2 separate regions of the Sus scrofa genome follow, and region 2 is linked to region 1. The links are chromatin contacts, called in public HiChIP or PLAC-seq maps. All regions are on one chromosome and are shown on one strand. The core of a region is the stretch at or near the end of the contact, and the rest is flanking DNA. Distances in the headings are between cores, read along the strand shown.

Region 1 (4,857 bases), core at 676-3,175:
GTCTGTGGTGGCCTATGTTGTCTTATCAGGAGTCTAAGAACTATCCTTACATCTTCCTTTGCACTCCCTCCAATATTTGGTACCTGGTTACCACTAGCCAGTCTGATGCAAATAATAACAGCCATTAGATTCAAGCTAGGCAGGTGGCCATTCAATTTAGTAAATTTATGGAAAGGTTGTACCTCTTAATTTAAACACGAGTCACAAGTCTTATATGTCCTGAATTTATCCAGATTACTACCTATTTTAAGGCTGGTGTTTCTCAAATGTATAGATGTAGAAATTTTTACTCATATGTATAATACTTTATACTTTTTTTTTTACTTTATATTATCTTTCTGCCCAACCTTTAAATGTTGTAGTTCCTCCAGGTCTCTTGTCATTTGTATTCTCCTTTTCAAATGTATTCCCCTCCCATTCACTAAGTTATTGTCTATTTGATTTCAGATATAGATACATAGATATCTACCCCACACTTTCCTTCTGAGCCCCATACCTTTGGTTTACATAATTTAGTCTGTTCACCTCACGTGGACGCTTCACAAGCACTGCAAACCCATGTCTGAAATAGAAGTTATCTTCTTCTTCTCCAAACCTCTTTTTCTCCAAACACTGCTCCCTACTTTAATATACAGCACTGCCATTTATCTGCCCATTTCCTCAACTGAAAAGCATAAAAGCCATCCGTCCTTCTTTTCACCTTTCCTTTAACTCCCTTCCAGCATCTAACCAGTTCCTGATGCCTGCTGTCATAATGTCACATTAAGCTCTCCTAAAGCTAGCAATGACTCTTCTCCTCTCTCTTAGTCGATGACCTCATTGTCTCTTGTTTGCATTGCTGCCTGACTCTTAGCTGATCACCTTTCTGGGCATTGAGTTTCTCCAGTTCATTTGTGCATGCTGCAGTTAGAGTGGCCTTGTTAAAAAATGCAGTCTGATCATCTCACTCCCCTGCTTATAAGCCCCAGTAACTTCCCATTTGCTCTTAGTTAGGATGAAGTCATAATGAAGGTCATAGTCTCACCTTAAACTCCAATTCCTATAGAGGGCTTCCCTGTTAGCTGGCTTTTATAAGCTTCTTGTAAACTTTGTGCTTCATTATGTATTGGTATAGTCAGTGGTTAAGACCTTGGGTTCTCGGAGTTCCTGTTGTGTCTCAGCAGGTCCCCTGGCCTGGGAACTTCCATATGCCAATGGTGAGGCCTTTAAAAAAAGAAAAAGAGAAAAAAGACCTTGGGTACCAACATCAAATGCTAGCTAGCACTTACATGTGGAATCTAAAAAAAGGACGCAGTAAACTTCTTTGCAGAACCGATACTGACTCACAGACTGAAAAACTATGGTTTCCAAATGAGACAGGTTGGGGGGATGCACTGAGGGTTTGGGATGGAAATGCTATAAAATTTTGTTGTGATGATTGTTGTACAACTATAAATGTAATAAAATTCATTGAGAAATAAATGAATAGATAGCAAAAAAGGAAAAAACCTTGGGATTTGAACCCAGGCAGGCTAGGTTTGGATCCTGGCTAATTCTACTATTTATTACCTATGTGAATGTGGGCTTATTGCTTACTGTCCTTTACCTACCTCCCTGTCTTCATCTGGGAGTAATAACAGTATCCACATCATAAGATCACTGTAATGATAAACAAACTATCACAGGTAAATCACATAGAACATCGGTGTTGAGTAAATGTTAAGCTCACCAGATTATTATTAGAAGGAGACAACCTGTATCTCATTCTGACTCTGGAGGAAATTAAGTTATTTGGATTCAGAGAACTTCACTTCTGATCTTGGCTCAACCATAAACTATGTTTGGTTTGGTTTTGGTTTTGGTTTTGGTTTTACTTGGACAAGCATTAAGCATCACCCAATCAAGAGCGACCTGTGAGCTCTCTTCTAGTTCCTTTTTTTCTTGACTCTAATTAGAGTTCATCATCAAGCACTTAAGTTGTCTTACCCAGGCCACAAGGTAGAAAAGAAGATCACAATAGTTTATCACCAAAAGTACAGCTAGCTAGCACTAGCTCAGCCTAAAAGGTGCCTAGCTTCTGAGCTTACTAATAGCTTTCGTGATAGCCTTCTGCCACCGCCTGATAGTATGTCCACTGTTTTGAAGAAAAAGCTTTTATAGAAATAAGAAAATGCAGGTTGTGGGGGAGGCTACTGATTTAAGCCCTCAGAACTGACTTAAATTTACTAATGACAGCTCCCTCCAACCCCTTCAGAGCCCTTTCATGGTTGGCAGGTCCAGAGGGAAACCGGCAGTTTTAAATCAATCCAAGTTGGAAAGTGTTGAATTAGTTGTTCAGTGATTACCATCTTAGCTTTATGGGAGGATATACTTTATTCTCCTAATCTTAGGAGAAAAGTGTGTCATACAATTATTATAATCAATATGCACTGATGATAATTTTATTAGTACTAAGGATTTATTTACTTATTTTTGCTTTTTAGGGCAGCTCTGCGGCATATGGCAGTTCCCAGGCTAGGGGTCAAATCGGAGCTGTAGCCGCCAGCCTATACCAAAGCCACAGCAACGTGGGATCCGAGCCGCATCTGCAACCTACAACCACAGCTCATGGCAATGCCGGATCCTTAACCCTCTGAGTGAGGCCAGGGATCAAACCCGCAACCTCATGGTTCCTAGTCGGAGGCGTTAACCACTGAGCCAGGAAGGGAACTCCAGTACTAAGAATTTATGAATGCCTTTGAGTTTCATAAAAGGCTTTTTGCTTTCTCTCACATGAGCTTCTTTTTTTGATTTTTTCTTTCTTAAAACTCAGCTTTCAATAATGTAATTAGCTCATGTTTATTGGTTATTTACTATGAGTCATATATTATTTTAAACACTTTACATGTTTCATCCCATTTCATTCTCAACAACGCAAACTTCATGAGACTGATGCTGAGAGAGGTTATTAGCACAAAGTCATGCAGCTAATAGACTCCAGAGTGAATATTCTTAATTACTGCATCTTATGTTATTTTTATAATTTTGTGACAAGCAGTTTACCCTATTGTTTATTTCAAGGTTAAATTGATATGGGGAGTGGGGTCTAGGAACCTTCTTCCTAGTAAATATATAAGCTTTCAAGTGTTTTCTTAAAGGAGCACCTTTGTATTTGTCATGGTGGAACCTAAATTATTACATCTCTCTCTGATGATATTCAGAGTTTGTTTTTTTTAAGACATTTATAAGTCACCTCTAAAGATTTCTTTTATTTAAGAAATAGGCTTCTAATTTAAACAAACCAGTGTAAAACCTTTTTTTGAGACAAGATTAAGGAATTACTACTGATGTAGTTAGGTATGATAATTATATATGGTTAATAGTTATGGTTATGTTTGAACAATTTTATAATAAAAGTTTAGAATTTTTGAAAACAGTTGCAGAATTGTTAGGAACTTGTTAATTTTCAAACAAGTCAGGGTGGGGAGTGGAGTTGCTGGAAAAGATAAGAGGAAAAGATTTTTCTTTATCCAACCCACCAAAAAAGCATTACACTTGGCTGCTTACTGCTGCTGTCAGTATAGAGGAGCAGGTCCATATTTAAAACAAAGAGGGAGTTCCTATTGTGACTCAGCAGTAATGAACCCAACTAGGATCTGTGAGGATTTGGATTCAGTCTCTGGCCTTGCTCAGTGAGTTAAGGATCCAGCATTGCTGTGAGCTGTGGTGTAGGTCACAGACACAGCTCGGATCCCATGTTGCTGTGGTTCTGGTCAGGCTGGCAGCTAGCGTGGGAACCTTTATCTGCCAATTTAATCCTAAAGAAAAAAGCACAAAAACAAATAGCTTTCGGAGTTACAACTTGGTGCAGTGGACCTGGTGCAGTGGATTAAGAATCTGGTATTGCCGTAGCTTTGGCGTAGCTGCGCCTCAAATTTGATCCCTGGCCCAGGAACTTTCATAGGTTGTGGGTACAGCCAAAAAATAAAAATAAGAAAAAAGCTGTTTTGTTTTATCTTGATTTAGTATACTGGCATTTATAAAACTTGAATGTGGAAATTCATATTAAAATTTTCTCTGATTTAGCACCATGGAGTATCAGTTAGATATGTGATCTTAACCCTTCTATTCCTTGAATCCTAGGCTTTTGACCTTTATGAACAACGATATGCTGCTGTGAAGATCCATCAGCTTAATAAAAGCTGGAGGGATGAGAAGAAGGAAAACTACCACAAGTAAATACTAATTTCTTTATGATTTTTATCAGTTTTGAAAATATTTAATGGTCATTGAGAATTCATATACTCTTTCTTGTAGACATGCCTGTAGAGAATATAGAATACACAAGGAACTGGATCACCCCAGAATAGTTAAACTCTATGATTATTTCTCCTTGGATACAGATACGTAAGTAAATATAAAAGGATTTCGTTTTTAAGAAAAGACATGTTGGCTTTTGCTTTCCCTGTTTTGTAGTGATAATATAAATACTCTTCATTTGTCCATTGTGATTCTGAATTATTGAATAATACTTTATGTGTAATTTTTTCCCCTTCTCCAATTGTAGGTTTTGTACAGTGTTGGAATACTGTGAAGGCAATGACTTGGATTTCTATCTGAAGCAACATAAGTTAATGTCAGAGAAAGAAGCTAGGTCTATTGTAATGCAAATTGTAAATGCACTAAGATATCTTAATGAAATCAAACCCCCTATTATACATTATGATCTTAAACCAGGTAATTAATAAAATGTGTCTAAATAATTCTTTAAGCTTTTAAATAATGTAATTTTTAAAAGTCATATTGAATTATCTGAAAACTTGCTTTTTGGTTTTGCTTTTAAAAGTCAGTGGGAAAACCAGCAGACTTTGAAGTGTTTGTATTGTATCACTACATTTT
Region 2 (4,857 bases), core at 1,269-3,768, 370 kb before region 1:
CAGATCGAACCTGCATCCTCATGGATACTACTTGGGTTCATTACTTCTGATCCACAATGGGAACTCCCTACATACATTTTAAAATCAGCTTAAGTTCTGTAGAAACTTTATTGGAAATTTGATTGGGATGACATTAAGTCTACGTATGAATTTGAAAAGAACTGACATCTCTACCATATCAAATTATTCTATCTGAAGACATCCCTCTATTTATTTAGATCTTCTTTAGTGTCTTTATTTATTTATTTTATACTCCATTTATTTTTTATTTTTATTTTTTGGCTTTTTGCCATTTCTTGGGCCGCTCCCTTGGCATGTGGAGGTTCCCAGGCTAGGGGTCTAATCGGAGCTGTAGCTGCCAGCCTACGCCAGAGCCACAGCAACACGGGATCCAAGCCGAGTCTGCGACCTACACCACAGCTCACGGCAACGCTGGATTCTTAACCCACTGAGCAAGGCAGGGATCGAACCCGCAACCTCATGGTTCCTAGTCGGATCGTTAACCACTGCGCCACGACGGGAACTCCTCTTTAGTGTCTTTAAATGATATTTTATAATTTTTTCTCTTCAGCTAAGACAGCAGATAATTTATTGTACACGTGTTACATTCAGCCACAACTGAGAACAGAATTAGTCCAGAAAGTCACAGGTCCAGGGCAAAAAACCAAAAGGGACCATTTTGATATGAGCAAGGTGGGTCTCAGAGTGGTCCAGGCGATCAGAACGGTGAAAAGTTGTTCTAGACCCATTGAGACAAGTTCTAGACAGAAGGCATGCAGTCCAACAAATTGTACCAACGTCCCTGGCCTCTGGGATTTCTTTGTTTCTGATCCTGTGGCTTCCATGGTGTACAAGTTTACTTGGACCTCTGCCTCATCTTTCTTCTTTTGCGCTTCAGCCTGCGCGTTCGCTTCTTCCTCCACTTCGCTCTCATATGGCGCGGAGGTTTCTCAGAAGATGGCGCTAAGGGCGAGCGATATTTTATAATTTTTTTCTTAATGCATTGCATATTTTACAACTCCCTAAGTAAATTATATTTTTGGTCAGTGTTGTAAATGATAATATTTTAAATTAGATTTTTCTAAGTATATTTTGCTGTATATAAACATGTAATTGTCTTTGTTTATTGATCTTTTGGTTAGCAATGTTACCAAACTTTAATAGCAATAGTTGTCATTTGTAAGATTTGGGGGATTTTTCTATATAAATAATTATGTCCTCAGGAAACTGACGGTTTTGTTACTTTCTTCTCTCTGGAGCTCCCGTCCTGGCTCAGTGGTTAACGAAATCGACAAGTAACCATGAGGTTGCGGTTGGATCTCTGGCCTCACTCAGTGGGTTAAGGAACCGGCATTGCCACGAGCTGTGGTGCAGATCGCAGACACAGCTTGGATCCTGCATTGCTGTGGCTGTGGCGTGGGCGGGTAGCTGTAGCTCCGATTGGACCCCTAGCCTGGGAACTCCATATGCCTCGGGGGCCACCCCCCAAAAAAAAAAAAAAAAGGACTAAAGTCAATTCTTTTACCTTTTTTTCTCTTTCTTTTCTTACTACACTGGCCAGGACCTCCATGCAGTGTTGAATAGAATCAGTGATAGTGGACATCCTTGTGTTATTTATGTTTATAAATGGAATACTTCTAATACTTCACCATTAAGGATGATATTGTAGGTTTTTGGTAGCTACCTTTCATCAGGTTAATGAATTCCTTTTTCACTTTATATTTGCTAAAAGTTTTGTTCTTTTTTTTTTTTTTTTTTTTTTTTGCTTTTTAGGGCTGCACCTGCAGCACTTGGAGGTTCCTGGGTTTGGGGGTCGCTTTGGAGCTGTAGCCTCTGGCCTATGCCATAGCCAAAGCAACGCCAGATCTGAGTCGCTTCTGTGACTTACACTACAGCTCACGGCAACGCTGGATCCTTAACCCACTGAGAGAGGCCAGGGATTGAATCGCGTCTTCATGGATGCTAGTCAGATTTGTTTCTGCTGAGCCATGACGGGAACTCCTTGTTCATTTTATTTTCAGTCATGAATGGGTGTTGAATTTTATCAAATACTTTGTAACTTCTGAGATGACGTAATTTTTTTCTTGTCTGATAATGTGGTAATTACATAAATATATTTTCTGATGTTAAATGAAGCTTGAATTTATTTAAATACATTTTTGTGTTTTGTTTTTTTTAATCCACTGTGGGATTTGGACAACTGGTGGCTTCATTGCTCTCTCAGCTCTTTGTATCTTTGGTCTCTGAGTTCTTTTGGTCTCTGAGGATTTCTCTTTCTTGCTGGTTCACTGATGTTTTTAACAAGATATACTTTTCTAATGTATTTGTCCAGCCTTTTGGGAATAATTTATAGCAGAAAGTTTTTGGGGTATCAGGTTCACCAAATTACTAGACTAGAATTCCACTTCCTCATATTTTTAGTGTAAAAGCTTCCATTAATGCAACATATGATCACTTACCACCATTTCTGTCTTATCCTTGTCTCTGTATACAACCATGATCCTTCCTGTTGAAAACAAGGAAGTAAAGTTGTGTAATTGAAAGAGCATCACAGGGAGTTCCCGTCGTGGTGCAGTGGTTAACGAATCCGACTAGGAACCATGAGGTTGCGGGTTCAGTCTCTGCCCTTGCTCAGTGGGTTAACGATCCGGCGTTGCCGTGAGCTGTGGTGTAGGTCGCAGACGCGGCTGGGATCCCGCGTTGCTGTGGCTCTGGTGTAGGCTGGAAGCTACAGCTCCGATTAGACCCCTAGCCTGGGAACCTCCATATGCCGCAGGAGCGCCCAAAGAAATAGCAAAAAGCCAAAAAAAAAAGGGGGGGGGGAAGCTTTATCTAAAGAAGAAAAGTATTTGCTACTTCCAATGCACTGGCCAAAGAATAACTCACCAAACACCATGAAAAACTATGGTCACACAGAATCACAAAAAGAAAATGACAATTCTCCAGAAACAAAAGTTAAACTCATGAAAGATTGTGATCTGATAGAGAATTCAAAATAGATGCCATAAATAAATTCAGCGAGTTACCAAAAAAAAAAAAAAAAAAGAAAAAAGAAAGAGCATCACAGCAGGATCTAAAGGCACAAGTTGTAGCACCAACAGCATCACTTAGTAAGATCTTGACCAAGCCATTTACTCTTTCTGAGTCTCATTCAATCATCTGCTAAGTGGAAACAGAACTGGATTGAGAATCACATGAATTTATAAAGTTGTAGAGAATTTGGGGAGGAGAGAGAGTTGATTAGGTAGCACACAGAATTTTTCTTTTTAGGGTGGAGAAAATGATTCTGTATGATATAATGGTGGATGCATTAACACTGTGCATTTATTAAAACCTGTATAGCTTTTACAGCACAAAAGTAAACCTTAATGTATACAAAATTTAAAAAACAAGGGCAGTTCTATTCTATTCCAGGATAGAATGCATGCTATAACCAAAGAATCTAGCCTTATTACAAATGTATGTGGTAGCCTCAGTGAAAGAGGCCAAGGAAAAAGTGCTGACGTTAAGTAACTTTGAAATTGACACTGTAAAACTAAAGGCAGTAGGAGAACTATGCATAAGCACTGTACTCTAGTTGATAAAAGTTTCCCAGAGGGGTATGGGTTAACAATTCTGAAATTATCACACATGTGTCTGGAATTGAACAATTAATAACTGATGGTGGACGATGGGAACCAGGTTTTTTACTGGTGGAGTAGGAGGTTATATACAAGAGGAGAAGCCTAGAAGGATCCATGTGATAATGGATTAGAGTTGGCGACATTAGTATAAACTCTAGTTTAGCTTACTGTGGATTTAGATGGATACATATGAGAAGATTTACAGATGAAGATATTTGTATATATACACAGTTTAGTATACACATATATATTTACTTGCTTTGTCGGTCGAGAGGGCCTAGAAGCAATAACAGCCTAGTAGCAAGGGGCACACCCAGCATCCAGACCATTTCCAATAAAAGGAACAAACACATTTAGAGAAATGGCTGATTCTAGGACTGGGTCAAGGAATATACAAGAGCCTGCAACATCTCGTAGTGCCAGAAAGTAGGGAAGTGCCTCAAAATACAATGATAAGAGGGTGGCAAAAGGATATAGGAGCCAAGTGAAAGAGCCCTTGATGGCCAAAGCAGGAATAGTTTGAACAACAAAATTAAGTAGTTTTAGGTTGTAGCACAAAGTTTAAAATAAATATCTGTGCATCCATACTGATATAAAGAAATGAAATAAATGAGGGAGAAGAAACAAATCTCCCGGGCGAAAGAATTCCAAATGATTTTAAAAGGTGAAACAGGCAGTTCCCTTGTGGTGCAGCAGGTTAAGGATCCAGCGTTGCAGCAGCTGTGGTGTAGGTCACAACTGCAGCATGGGTTTCATCCCTGGCCCAGGAACTTCCACATGCCTTGTGCAGCCAAAAAAAAAAAAGGTGGAACATAATTCCTCCCTCCTTAAGTGTTGGCTGTGTGTAGTCACTTCTTGCCGAGGTAGACACTGTGTGGGAGTCGGGGGAGATTACAGTGGAGAAACCTGTCAGTCCCTACCTCAGCCAGTTTATCAGATTAACATCAACAGTGATAAGTCATGTGTCTCTCATGTACCCTTGATATGATGTGGTAAGAATGGCACTTTACCTCTGTGGTTTTCCTCCCTAAAACCCATAACCCCAGTCTAACATGAGAAGAACATCTCATAAATATTGATAAATAACTTATCTAAAGATCAGTACTTCTTGAAACTGTCAAGATCTTCAAAAACAAAGAAAGTTTGAGAAACTGTTAGAGCCAAGCATGCTCCTAAGGAGACCCAATGACGAGATATAATGTGTCCTAGACAGAATCCTGGAAGAGAAAAAGGA

Evidence for each region. HiChIP or PLAC-seq counts read pairs in DNA pulled down with a chosen protein or histone mark.
Region 2: a contact with region 1 is called in an H3K27ac HiChIP or PLAC-seq map of alveolar macrophages. The contact joins two enhancer-like sites. A contact is called at or near these places in 2 of 5 promoter capture datasets (fetal liver and liver), 1 of 47 Hi-C or Micro-C datasets (embryonic fibroblasts) and 1 of 2 datasets of contacts at active chromatin or transcription factors (alveolar macrophages).

Annotation. Positions count from the first base shown.
Region 1 is chr15:77,183,254-77,188,110 of Sscrofa11.1, reverse strand. It overlaps TLK1 (serine/threonine-protein kinase tousled-like 1), which reads left to right. Exons shown (of 21, transcript XM_001927890.6): 15 at 4,102-4,193; 16 at 4,276-4,365; 17 at 4,526-4,695. Among named protein-coding and RNA genes, the nearest start is that of GORASP2, 86 kb to the right of the region's middle. Within about 2 kb of position 1,925, at least 8 of the 83 cell types and tissues checked have an H3K27ac peak or open chromatin away from gene starts, as enhancers often do. A contact at or near this core is called in alveolar macrophages, where this site is marked.
Region 2 is chr15:77,554,437-77,559,293 of Sscrofa11.1, reverse strand. All of the region lies in intron 1 of METTL8 (methyltransferase-like protein 8), which reads left to right. Among named protein-coding and RNA genes, the nearest start is that of METTL8, 7.6 kb to the left of the region's middle. Within about 2 kb of position 2,518, at least 2 of the 83 cell types and tissues checked have an H3K27ac peak or open chromatin away from gene starts, as enhancers often do. A contact at or near this core is called in alveolar macrophages, where this site is marked.